3 separate regions of the Pan troglodytes genome follow, and regions 1 and 2 are each linked to region 3. Evidence: chromatin contacts called from public Hi-C and HiChIP or PLAC-seq data. All regions are on one chromosome and are shown on one strand. Each heading gives the region's core, a stretch centred on a gene start, on an enhancer-like site or on the middle of the called end of the contact. The rest is flanking DNA. Distances are from core to core; before and after follow the strand shown. Region 1 holds the start of ABHD4 (abhydrolase domain containing 4, N-acyl phospholipase B). Region 2 overlaps DAD1 (defender against cell death 1). Region 3 holds the start of OXA1L (OXA1L mitochondrial inner membrane protein).

Evidence for each region. A called contact is a pair of places that touch in the nucleus more often than the background predicts. HiChIP or PLAC-seq counts read pairs in DNA pulled down with a chosen protein or histone mark.
Region 1: a contact with region 3 is called in an H3K4me3 HiChIP or PLAC-seq map of stem cell-derived excitatory neurons, with 3 times the contacts expected there. The contact joins the promoter of ABHD4 here to the promoter of OXA1L in region 3. A contact is called at or near these places in 1 of 7 Hi-C or Micro-C datasets (stem cell-derived neural progenitor cells) and 1 of 1 datasets of contacts at active chromatin or transcription factors (stem cell-derived excitatory neurons).
Region 2: a contact with region 3 is called in a Hi-C map of induced pluripotent stem cells, with 2.1 times the contacts expected there. The contact joins the enhancer-like site here to the promoter of OXA1L in region 3. A contact is called at or near these places in 4 of 7 Hi-C or Micro-C datasets (blood, induced pluripotent stem cells and stem cell-derived neural progenitor cells) and 1 of 1 datasets of contacts at active chromatin or transcription factors (stem cell-derived excitatory neurons).

What each region holds. Positions count from the first base shown.
Region 1 is chr15:20,984,711-20,989,114 of NHGRI_mPanTro3-v2.0_pri, reverse strand. ABHD4 (abhydrolase domain containing 4, N-acyl phospholipase B) reads right to left here and starts at 3,144. Exons shown (of 7, transcript XM_016925857.3): 1 at 2,895-3,144. The coding sequence starts at 2,917.
Region 2 is chr15:20,956,582-20,960,706 of NHGRI_mPanTro3-v2.0_pri, reverse strand. All of the region lies in intron 2 of DAD1 (defender against cell death 1), which reads left to right. Among named protein-coding and RNA genes, the nearest start is that of DAD1, 26 kb to the left of the region's middle. Within about 2 kb of position 1,941, at least 5 of the 24 cell types and tissues checked have an H3K27ac peak or open chromatin away from gene starts, as enhancers often do. A contact at or near this core is called in induced pluripotent stem cells, where this site is marked.
Region 3 is chr15:21,132,112-21,136,687 of NHGRI_mPanTro3-v2.0_pri, reverse strand. OXA1L (OXA1L mitochondrial inner membrane protein) reads right to left here and starts at 2,568. Exons shown (of 10, transcript XM_016925862.4): 1 at 2,451-2,568; 2 at 1,806-1,967; 3 at 1,044-1,257. The coding sequence starts at 2,513.

The DNA of each region.
Region 1 (4,404 bases), core at 1,895-4,394, 150 kb after region 3:
GCCGTCTGCCCTACTGGCAGGGCACTGGTTGGTGTTTATGTATGCCCTCTTCCAAGCCCCTAGAAGTGTGGAATACTGTGTTGTGCCCAACTGATCTCTCGGGTAATCAATCAGTCCAACCCATGGAGATGGGGTAGGCAGGGAGGAGGAGGTGAGAGACCTGGATTCAAGTTCTGTTATGGTTCACTGACAGGACACAGGTTCCCTCTGGTCTTGTTTTCTAGATTGTAAAATGAGTAGAAAGCTCACCTATGTCCTCACCTCTAATGACATGCGGTAACACAGATAACTCATCCTGTTTTCTCCTTCACACCCAGGGACCTTAAGTCATTGCAAGGTAGAGGTTAAAAGCACCAGCTTTGGAATTACACACACACACGCACGCACACACACACACCCCTGCTGGACCTGAATCATGGTGTTATCATTGATGAGCAGAATGGTTTTGGCCCATTAAATAACCTGTCTTTGAGCATCTGTATATGTAAGGACACTTGTAAGATGCCCAGTACAAATGAGATGCTCAATGAATGACAGTTTGTATTATTCCTTGTTAACCCCATATGATATTTCTCTTTTCTTGAACTCTGCCTGAGTTACAGGACAGATATCTACAGCTATAGGAAGGGCCTGTGAACACTGGCGTATTCAAGGTAGGGCACTCTAAGGGGGAGTGAGGGGAACCATTACCAAATCCCCTTGGCCCACACTGGGCATCCTGATACATCATTTGAAGCACAGAATTTTAGATTAGGATGTTTCCTTAGGAATCAACTAGTCTAGCCTCTGTATTTTACAGATGAGCAAACTGATGCCCAAAGAGGTCATACAAGTTAGAAAAAAAGAACCAGAACTAGAACCCCTTATCTCAAATCCAGGTTTCTCTCCCTGAACCTTCCACCCTCAGCTTTTCAAGGTCATATACAAATATTCACAGAACATAACCACATTTTTACATTTATGTCTGTTTTCTCAAGGGAGGTGTGATCTAAACTCTGAAGGCCAGAGTTCCAATTTTAGCACTGTCACTTACCAGCAATGTGACTATGGGCACATTATTTAGCTTTTCTGTGTCAGAGCTTCCTCATCTTTAAAAGGGAGGTAATAATATCTACCTCATAGGGTTGCTATAAAGATTAAAAGTGTTAATGCATCTAAAGCATATAGAATACTGCCTAGCACAAACTCCCAATCAACTTTCTTTCCCCCCAGCTAAATCATAAGTTGTCTACATTCCCAGTGTTTTGCAAGTAGCAACTCTCAGTGGATGTTCGAAGTTTGAAAGAAAAACTGGGGTTGCAGCTGGGAGTGATACATCAATGGTTTTAGCCAGATGAGAGTTGTCAATATCAATCGATCTAATCCTAGGGAGACTCAGAATCCTTTTAATATTCTACTGGAATTCCCTGTAGGCTTGAAGCACGGGGACCAAGACCACAGGATTTTGTCAGCCTTAAGAGACAAATTTTCTCTCTAAATCACAGACTGTGACAAGTCAGATCATAACACCTGGATCCCACATTGTCCTGTTACTGTACAAAGCAGAGTTCAGGAGAAACGCTACCCAAGGAACAGCATCATAGACTGCTCAGCAGAGAGTTCTTGGTGGGAGAATTACTTTGCTTTCCTTCTTCACCAAAAATGTTACAGGTAAACTCTGGAAATGGTGCCTGGCACACTGTATGTGCTCAAAACTATGCGGGAGGTAAGGGCTGGGGTGGGAAATTGAGGCAAGGAGCAGAAAAGACATTCAGCCGTGAACTTAACCTGGCTAGGACGGTCTCTGTCAACTTGATGCGGGAGAAACACAAGGGGTTCTGTGCTGGGAGAAAATCCTGTTCTAGACCTCTGTGATCTTGGGCAAGTCTCCTAATTTCTATGGACACCAGCTTCTTCATTTTTAAAAAGGAGCTGAACTACCTGCATGTCCTCCAGCTCTAATATTCTGCCTCCCTAAGTCCTTTAAAGCATTGCAAATTTCCTCTTGGAAAAGTCATCTTAGAAAGTAAAACATTCCCCTGGACATTTCTTTCAAGCCCAGCAAGCTATTAATTATGGTCATAAAGTTAATTAGTTTCCCGGACTTCCAGTTCTACAGGTCTGAAAAACAGGATTACTGGGTCCAGGAAAGGCCCAGTTCTGGTGAAACCAAGGCTCGGCTGGGAGCTGAGTCATTCTTCTCGTAGCAACTTTTTCTTACTCCTATCAGATTGCGAACTGCTAGTCACACCACCTACAGGTGGTATCCCAAACCTGATGCCCTTGAAAGAGTGGTAGCAAATCCCAATAGCTCTAAATCTGAAACCATTGCATTAAAGATGTTGTTATGATTATTAAAAGCATTATCAACTAGGATCACATGCGGCTACGTGTCTCGGTGGGCGACAGCTAAAGAAACTCGCAAGCCCGTTGTTCCACACCAATTTCAGCGCGATGGAGACCTCTCCAGTCTCTCCACATCTTCTCTTTGCCGGGCGGAGGGAGGAGGCTCTCTCCATCCCCACGACTGCGTTCTGGGGCAAGTCGAGACGAGCACGCCTGGCTGCTACCTCCGCACCCGCGTCCCACAAGCTTGCTTTCGGGGATCTCACACATCAACATGGAATCTCTCCAGAGGCCAGAGGAGAATGAGGGGCACTCGCGAGGACTAAGGTAGAAAGCCAGGATCCCCGGGCTGCGGGCGAGCGCGTCTCCCATGGCTCCCCAGGCTCAGCCGCTGCCTCTTCTGGGCAAATGCAAAGCAAGCAACGCACCCACCCCCCGCCCTCCCCGGAGGCCGACCTGGAAAAGGAAGAGCGGGACGGTGTCTACAACTGTTCCTCAGCCACAGACAGTCCCAGGATCATGGCCCAGAGAGAGACAGAGAAAGAGAGAAAGGGACAGGATTAACTCACTGCTGCTCCAGATCATCGGCCATAGTAAACAAGCCTTGCCAGGTCCTGGCGAGCCCGCCCAGCGCCTGACGCCAGCACCAGCTGACCCGGGAGGCCGCGGGGAACAAGGGGGCGTGGCCGCGCAGGGGGCAGGGCTCGCGGCGGGCCGGCGGTCGGCGGTGGGACTCTCAAAACTCTGCAACTTGGTTTCAGCTAGTGGGGCCCTTGCTGTGTTTTCAATCACTGGCATGTGTCCCGGCAGAGATGTCTCTGACGGTCTCAGAATAGGACAGTAATCCTGGTCACACATTTGGGGGAGTCCTTGCAGGAGCTCCGACAGCCCTCCCTTCTCTCATAAGTAAAAAGTGGTAGAACTACGCCTGCACGCTCGCACCCACTCTTTGGGCTTCCCATTGTAACTGTGTCCTCCTGAAATCGACCCTTGTTAATGTTCCTTCTAGTAAGAGGCTTAAATGTTTGTGGAGACAACACCATTGGTTGAATGCTCCTACAAAGGGCCTGGATGCCAGATTTCGAAACTAAAATACAGGACACCTAGTTAAATGTAAATTCCAGATTTAAATAAAGCAAATACTTTTTTAGAATAAGTATGGGCCATGCAGTATTTGGGACATAAGTAGGCATCCTGTATTTTCTCTGGCAAACCTAAACCTATATGACATCTGCCAAAATGGGCATATCTCTGCTCTGATGTTGACTCTGACCCCAACCTATTTTCCAGGGAAAATATAGCTCAACTCCAGGTCACCCTCAGTTTGGAGGATAACAGTTGAAGGACTCACCAATAAGGCTAGGTCTCCTTTCGGTATGTAAATGCGGGGACAGGGAGATAAGGCTGGCTTGGCCCAGAGGTCCTGAGTGCACTTCAGTTTGCTCAGCAGAGGAGCTAAATCTTGAGGCTGGCTGCTGAATTTGCTTGTATTGGTAAACAGGGCCTGACCTCCCTGGAACTGTCAGATTTCAGATCATCCCCTTAGTTAAAACCAGACTAGGGGTGGGGCGCGGTGGCTCACGCCTGTAATCCCTGCACCTTGGGAGGCCAAAGTGGGTGGATCACTTGCGGTCAGTAGTTCGAGACCAGTCTGGCCAACATGGTGAAACCCCATCTCTTACTAAAAATACAAAAAATTAGCCAGGTGTGGTAGCAGGCACCTGTAATCCTAGCTACTGGGGAGGCTGCGGCAGGGAGAATTGCTTGAACCCAGGAGGCGGAGGTTGCAGTGAGCCAAAATTGTGACACTGCACTCCAGCCTGGGAGACAGAGTGAAAGTCCATCTCAAAAAACAAAAACAAACAAGCAAACAAACAAAAAAAACCAGACTGGGGAGTGGTGGAGGATGGGTGAGAGAATGCTGGTGCACAGGGGTTTATCAAAGCATTTTTCTTTAGCCTTCCTGCAGGACCCAGATGATTCTGAGATTTCTTCTTTGTAGCAACACAGTGTTAAGCTGATCATTATAAAGACTTAACGTTTAGGAGAACCAGCATTTATAGAGTTTAGGGGCTTAGG
Region 2 (4,125 bases), core at 692-3,191, 180 kb after region 3:
CATGGTGTGTACTTAGGAAGGGGACAACAGCAAACATTTCAAGGATGTTTTCTAGGCTCAGGGAGATACCAAATCATGGAAAATTATTTCTTAGGGCTGTCATGATTGGAGGAGGACTCTACTGCAGAGAGCTTAGTATTTCAAAATTATGACAAAAGCAGAGACAAAAAAGCAGTCTCAGCAGAAACTGTGTACTGCAGACCATATTAACAACCTAGGACCACCTGCTCAGCTGGGAATTATGGGCCCAAAGCACAGCAAAATCCTCAATCCCAGATTGTAGTGTTAAATCTTTCTATGGAGAGTATGTTCATAGAAAAATCTTTCTCTCTGGGGGATTGCCCAGATTGTTTTTCATAGAGATCCTTCATTTGAATTATACTATACTGTCCTGCTCTCAGTTTTTAAAAATATACATTTATTTGCTCCTTTTATGTGCTTCTAACTCAGCTATATGTGCACTGTGCCACAGCACTTTAAAAATAGTTCCAAGTAAATTCTCAATATTTATACCAACTCAGAAGGTAGAACAAAACAGATTGAATGTCTTTATATTTTCCAACTAAGTTGAGAGTTTGATATTAAAAAAAAATTCTGTAATATAGCTGATCTTACATGAATTTGGGGGTGACAAACTCTAAACTACTCTGAAAGAAGCAGGTCAAAAGAAAATGGCATTGGGTTAAAAAAATAAATAATTCAAGGGGAAGTAAGGAAGTTAACAGATAATGAGTGCTGTGCTTTAAGTACTTCTTGTTCTATATCATTTTATTTTCAGAATAATTTCATGAGGATAGGCCTGCTGTTCTCATTTACAGATGAGGAACTGAAGTTGAGAGAGCCTGGCTAGGATGGCTGAGCGCGGTGGCTCACGCCTGTAATCCCAGCACTTTGGGAGGCCGAGGCGGGTGGATCACCTGAGGTCAGGAGTTCGAGACCAGCCTGGCCAACATGGTGAAACCTCATCTCTACTAAAAAGACAAAAATTAGCTGGACGTGGTGGCCGGTGCCTGTAATCCCAGCTACTCGGGAGGCTGAGGCAGGAGAATCGTTTGAACCCATGAGGCGGAGGTTGCAGTGAGCCCAAGTTGCACCATTGCACTCCAGCCTGGCAAGAGTAAGACTCTGTTTTCTAAAAAAAAAAAAAAAAAAAGAGCCCCTTGGTAGAAATCTTATAACTAATGTATCTATCCAGGTGATCAAGAAAGACTCAATATTTTTTATTTTTTAGACTATACAAATGAAAATACAAAAGCAAAAATGCTCCCAGTGAGCTTCTGACCCCCAGAAATCCATGCACACCTGAAATGATCAGTTTTTGATGTGTAGGTGGCGGCATATTTTTGAATGAATCCATGACAGAAAGAAGCTCAGTGGATTTCAGTATTTAAAAATGTATATACTTTAGTTTTTTCCATGTTTGTTCTTCTGTGTTTCTTTGTGAAATTCTTTTTTTTTTTTTTTTTTTGAGACAGAGTCTTACTCTCTTGCCCAGGCTAGAGTGCAGTGGTGCAGTCTTGGCTCACTGCAACCCTGCCTCCCGGGTTCAAGCAATTCTCCTGCCTCAGCCTCCCCGAGTAGCTGGGACTACAGGCACTTGCCCGGCTAGTTTTTGTATTTTTAGTAGAGATGGGGTTTCACTCTGTTGGCCAGGCTGGTGTTGAACTCCTGACCTCGTGATCCACTCGCCTTGGCCTCCCAAAGTGCTAGGATTACAGGCGTGAGCCACTGCACCTGGCCTGTGAAACTCTTTTTTTAAAAAAAAAAAAAAATCTCAGTCCATCTCAGGTGTTCTGAAGGGTAATGAGGAAAAGAAGGACAGAACTGTATTGGATCACAGTTTGAGAATTAAAGTTCCTGATGAATTGGGCCCTGGATCAGAAGGAAGGGTGAACTGGGCCCAAAGGGACAAAACCTTGCTTGAAAATGTGCTCAGCTCCCAGGGAGATAGTTGCCAAATGCCTGTGCCTTGTTAGCATTGTTTTGTTTTTATAATGGAGACCATTCTCTCACAAGTCTTAAAAAATTCAGTGTTTGATCCTAGCTGGAACAAGGGGGCTACAGGGTTGGGCAGAACATTTTATACTCTGACTGGCAGCACTATTTACAAACATGAAATTGTGTTGGCTTTTCGAATTCAGTTAAAGTATAGTAATCTAGAAAATTTCCTCGGGAAGGGGATCTTGATGTTATTCTGTGGGCTTTGCTGCCACCTAGTGGATTGTATGTTTCATGTGTTGAGAGACTACTACAAAACATAAGGAGTTGAGTTTGGGGGAAGAAGCTACTGATACCTGTGTTAAAAAACCTAGTTTCTTTCCAGTCATTGGGGGGCAGCAGAGGTCCAGGTAGGTTTAGATGCTGGGTTGGGGGTTGCTTTACATTCTGGCCAGAAGTGGGCAATGTCGAGTTAGGAACAAAAGGGCATAGAACCCTAAAGTGGCCCTAGATTTTGTTGTGTGGGGGAAGACCAAGACTGTGCACATAGACCCTCAGGTTTCCCGTTTGATTTCTTTTTTTCACCTCCTTAGTTTGAGAGCTTCTTTTTTTGGTTTGTTCTACGTCTTTTATTCTCAATGGTGACCTCCCACTGGCAATAATCTTTAATTTTTTGTTGGTGGAGGGGCCCATTTAGTTTTTATTTCATTTTCTCTTTGATATTTCCACCTCATATTGAATTAGGTCCTGCCACCAAATAAGCTCTCTCAGAGGGAACTGTCCTACATTTGTAGGAAATCTGAGGTAGTCACATCATAACTTTTTTCAACTCATTTTTCTCTGTTTAGAAGGTGAGATTAATTATATATTTTTTTATGTGCTGGGGTCTTGCTACGTTGCCCAAGCTGGGAACTCCCTGGGGTCAAGTGCTCCTCCTGGCTGAGGCTTCTGTGTAGCTGGACCTACAGGTGTGTCACAGTGCCTGGCTCTGAGATTAGTTCTTTACCTTTCATTCTTAAAACTTTGAATCTACTTATTTTATTTGCTAAAAAGTGCTAATTGATGACTCTACTTGTTTATTGAACTCTATTTTATATTTGGTGTATTTAAGGCTACCAAAGAAAAAAGAATATCGAAATAGATTTATATTTATGAATTTCATTGCTGCCCTAACTCACTGCCTTATTTTCTCCATCCCCCCAGCTTGGATGACTCCTATTCCAAGTCATTCCCACCCCTCAGGTTGCATAGGAGCCCTTAGTCTACTGCATTCCTCCAGTGCTGCACTTATCACATTGTTATGAAACTATTCATTCACTTTCTTCTCTCTCCCACTGGACTCAATTGTGAACAGTAACAGTGTGTGTTTGTTGAATGAGTGTATGAATGAATAAACCTTTTTTTTTTTTTTTGAGACGGAGTCTCGCTTTGTTGTCCAGGCTGTAGTGCAGTGGCATGATCTTGGCTCACTACAACCTCCGCCTCCCGGGTTCAAGCAGTTCTCCTGCCTCAGCCTCTCGAGTAGCTGGGACTACAAGTGTGTGCTCCCAAGCCTGGCTAATTTTTGTATTTTTAGGAGAGACATGGTTTCACCATGTTGGCCAGTATGGTCTCTATCTTTTGACTTTGTGATCTGCCTACCTTAGCCTCCCAAAGTGCTGGAATTACAGGCATGAGCCACTGTGCCCGGCCAAATAAACAATTTTTAACTGCAAGAAAAAGTTATGTTATTAAGTTACTTGGATGCTAAAACATGGAAAGTGGTACGAAAGAAAAAAAGCCAAGGCAAAGATTCATAGGAGAGGCTGTGGGGTGGGGAAGAACATGAGACAAGAAGTCAGAGGAGGGGCTGGTGCGGTGGCTTAGGCCTGTAATCCCAGCACTTGGGGAGGCCAAGGTGGGAGAATCGCTTGAGGCCAGGAGTTTGAGACCAGCATGGGCGATATAGCAAGACCTTGTCTCTACCAAAAATCAAAAGAATTAGAGGGGCGTGGTGGCGTGTGCCTGTGGTCCCTGCTACTCAGAAGGCTGAGGTGGAAGGATTGCTTGAGCGTGGGAGGTCAAGGCTGCAGTGAACTGTGATCATGCCACTTGCACTCCAGCCTGAGTGACAGAGTGAGACCCTGTCTCAAAAAAAAAAAAAAAAAAAAAAAAAATCAGAAGACTTGTATTGTAGGCTTTGCTCTG
Region 3 (4,576 bases), core at 1,319-3,818:
AAGGGTAGTCAGGGTTGGGAATAGTTAATGGGTAAAAAAAAAATTAGAATAAGATCTACTATTGATTGCACAACAGGGTGACTATAGTCAGTAATAATAGCATATTTTTAAATAAAGAACGTAAAAATTAGCCAGGTGTGGTGGCACACCTGTAGTCCCAGCTACTTGAGAAGCTGAGACATGAGAATCGCTAGAACCTGGGAGGTGGAGGTTGCAGTGAGCTGAGACTGCACCACTGCACTCCAGCCTGGGTGACAGAGCAAGACTCCGTTTAAAAAAATAAATAAAATAAAAAATAAAATAAAAGTGTAATTGGATTGTTTGTAACTTAAAGGATAAATGCTTAAGGGGATGGATATCTCATTCTCCATAATGTGATTATTACACCTTGCATGCCTCTATCAAAACATCTCATGTAGCCCATAAATATATACACCTACTAGGTATTCACAAAAATTAACAACAACAAAATAAATAACAGCCATCAAAGGAAGAAGATAGGGTAGTAAGTGAAGGGGAACTAAGGATGAAGGGAAGAAACCTTCCCCCAGGTAACACATGGGTGTGCCTGAGCATGTTTACATGTTCAGGGTAGGGCAGTGAGGAGGGAAACGCTGAAGACACAGGGGAGAAAAGATAATTGATGGAGCAACGTGGCAGAAAGACACATAATTCAAAGCAGAGTTTTAGCCTTTACAAAAGCAATGCTAGTGGCTTCCCAATTTAGGGGTTTAAGTGCCTGACCTGAACCTCTGTTCTAAACCAGGATAGCTTCATGACTGTTAATAAGGTCCCCTGACTCTAACCCCATGTTTGTATTCAAATATCTATACTTCTTGAATCCCAGATGATCTGGTGGTTTTATAATGCTCTTTAAGAAATATAGGCAGAGTGCATCTAGGTATGATGAACCTCTATCGCTCATTTGAAATCATCTGCTCTTCTGACCCCAGAGCTTCTGCAACTACTTCCTGAATCCATTCAAAGAATTGCCATCTATGAGGTTAAATCCCTAACCCATGTCCAGGGTATATTCCCCTTACATGCAGCAATGGCCCCCCACCAAGGTAGGCCCAGATCGACATGCATAAATTCCAGTAAATTCTGGATCAGCCCCACTGGGGTGTATGACCCCAGCCCCAGTTCAGCGAAGCTCTGCTCTGCAGCAGTTTGGACTACATCTGCAGTCTCTCCAGAAGCCACCTCAGGTACTGCTGTGGGTGAGGGAGTTGCAGCAACAACAGGAGGGGCCTGAACCTGTGTGAAAGAAAGCCTTGTATTATATTTATTCAGTAGCGAACACAAAGAAAGTGAGATCTTTTTATAATAACCAGTACTGGGTTCTGTTCTCTCTACTTCTTGTTCTTCCGGGTTAGCCTAGTGTCTGCAGATTTCAAGCTTAAAAAGGACATCTCATTTTTATCAATAGTTAGGAAGAGAAGTTAGTTTGAGTAAGAATCCATGACTTCCCTTCATGCTGGGAAGTTATTTCTTTTATCACTGTTTTCCAAACTTCAGCCATTTGAATATCACTATCATGATTTTTGCCATATATTAACATGAAACAATTGCTTTTCTTTAAAACAGCTCAGAAAACCAAATATAACATCTCTCCTGTTGTACTTTCAATCATTTCCCCACTGAATTGAAAATCCATCCTAAGCAGAGATGCTATCATTTTGGAGAGCTGTGTGGAGCGTGGACAAGAACTCTGCTCCATATTCCCCCTGCTCCCAAACAAAACAAAATATGAAACCAACCAGGAAACACCACTCCTAATATTGCAGGAATGAAAGGCCTCTTACCTGGACTTCTGCAAACGAGATGGCAGAGGTACTGAGGCTGCGGGGGCCGGAAGCCGCAAGGAAGAGGTAGTGTGGGCGACAGCAGCACGGGGCTACTGGGAATAGGAGCCGTGTGGTCAGCGGTTTCCCAAGCCATTGCGAGGGCCCTGCGACGCTGTGGACCTGAGCGTGTAAAAGGATGATGGAGCCCCTTTACCGGGAGCAGAAGTCCTCGCGTGGGGGCAAACGGGATTCATTATGCTAACTCCCCAAGAAGCAGACAGCTCGGCCACTACAGGAGAGGACATTGCTATCACCGCGCGCAGACCGCTAGCCCGAAGGCATGCAGCGGGTGGTGCCTGCAAAGCGAAGCTCGAACCTGGGTTCCCCGCATCTCAGTTATCGCAGACCCACATCGGAGGGCCCTGAGAACGAGGCCGAGGTGCTCTCGCCAGGGGCGAAGCCAATTCCAGAAGCTGACACCTGGCTGCTGGGCCCATAGTGTCGGGGACTAACCCTAGCGCGTCCTCACATGACCCGAGGTCATGACATTCAGGTCCCGGTGAGCAGGTCAGCGTCTGCTCATACCCCTAGGACGAGCTGTCCTGGGGCCTGGTTCACTGGGTCAGGGCAGCATCCCGGTGCTCAGCCCCGGGGCATCCTTACCCGACGCCCGGACTGTAGCAAGCGCAGAAGCTCCCGGCGTCCGCACATTAGTCCCATCGCCATTTTGCCCGGAAGAGGACTTGCTTTTGCGCCTGCGCACTAAGAACCACAACCCCTCGAGAGGAAGCACTTTTGGAGGCGGGCATGAAGCCAGAATTGTAGCCGCAGATCAGGTGGTAAAAGAGAACGGAGCTTGGCGGCCATATTTGAAGTGGGTAAAAATCTGTAAAGCCACGTTACCATGAGCACGCAGCGAGCCTTTTCTGGAGATTGAAAGGAAGTTGAAGAGCTGGGTTAGCTATCATCGTAAGCTATCATCGTTAGTGATGGCGTAAACCTGGGTAATTTTCCTCTAATGTCGCGATTGTCCTCTGATTTGTAAGTTTAAAAATAGCCTCAGAAAAGGCTTGGCTGTACTTGCAGAGGATTTTTCCCACTCAATGATGTTCGATTCTTTTGATTTTTATTGCTAGGTAATACTGTAATCGCAGGTCCAATGAAATTTGAGGGTAGTCTAGAGTCTGACAGAAATTAAGAGAAGGCAGCTTCTGGGAAATATTTTCCTCCCAGATAAAAAGACGAAGCTTCCAGAGGAGACTTCACCTTTCCATTTTTTTCTTCTGTAAGTGGGGTGGTGTGAGGACTGACCATGAGGGGACAAGTTTCCAGATGAAAAGCTCACGTGCAGGCCGGGCGCGGTGGCTCAGGTCTGTAATCCCAGTACTTTGGGAGGCCGAGGTGGGTGGATCATGAGATCAGGAGGTCGAGACCATCCTGGCCAACATGGTGAAACCCCATTTCTACTAAAAATACAAAAATTAGCCGGGCGTGGTGGTGGGCGCCTGTAATCTCAGCTACTCGGGAGGCTGAGGCAGGAGAATCACTTGAACCCGGGATGCAGAGGTTGCAGTGAGCCGGGATTGTGCCACTGCACTCCAGCCTGGGCAACAAGAGCGAGACTCCATCTCAAAAAAAAAAAAAAAAAAAAAAGAAAAGAAAAACTCACGTGCTGAAGATGGTTGAGGGCAAAGATAGAAAACACCCAAATACTTGATGATATCATTGAGCTGCTGTACCATGCTTGGAACTGCCTATCTCCAGACTTTGTTGTGTAAGTTAATTAAAGGTCTTGGCCGGGTGCAGTGGCTCATACCTGTAATCTCATCACTTTGGGAGGCTGAGGTGGTCTCGATCACTAGGTCAAGAGATCAAGACCAGCCTGGCCAACATGGTGAAATCCTGTCTCTACTAAAAATACAAAAAACAAAAAAACAAAATAACTAGGCGGGCGTGGTGGTGCATACCTGTAGTCCCAGCTACTAGGGAGGCTGAGGCAGGAGAATTGCTTGAATCCGGGAGGTGGAGGTTGCAGTGAGCCGAGGTGGAGCCACCTCACTCTAGCCTGGGCGACAGACTCCATCTCAAAAAAAAAAAAAAGATGATTAAAGGTCTTTACTGTTTAGACTCTAAGTCTGTTGCTTGGGTGTTCTGTTTCTTGAAGTTAAAAGCATTCATCTTCAGGGAAAAAAGTTACTGGTCAGAAAGGTGGAGTTTGATTATGTTTGAACCCTTACAAAGTCTGTCAATATGCAGATTACTTTCTAAACAACAAATTATAGTTTCAGAAAGATACAATAACCTGAAATTATTTCAGTGACTGCTCATTTGGAACGATTATGAATGTACCTGACAGATATGGCGAAAATAGGAGGCAAAGAACTATAATACTGATTTAGTAATAATTAGTGGTATGAGCTAACACTTGTATATGTTGGATGCTATTGTAAACATCAATAGATTTTTGATATGGAAACACTGATTTTTTTTTTAGAGATTACTTTTAAAACTCAATACAATTAGAAGTAATTACAAATATACAGCTACAGTACACTTGGCAGGGTGACTATCTTAACGGTACACTGCTACTTTGGTGGCTCCAAATGAACCAGGCTTCCCAATATTTGCACCTTTAGGAGTTCTCTTCTCTTGAGTCTGATTGGGCCTGTAACTTGCTTTAATCAATAGTAGAATGCGTTGGAAGTGATGTTATGCCAGTTTGGGACTATGCCTTAAGAAGGCCTGATAGCTTCTGTTTTTGCATTCGGGGGAAGCCAGCTGCTGTGTTA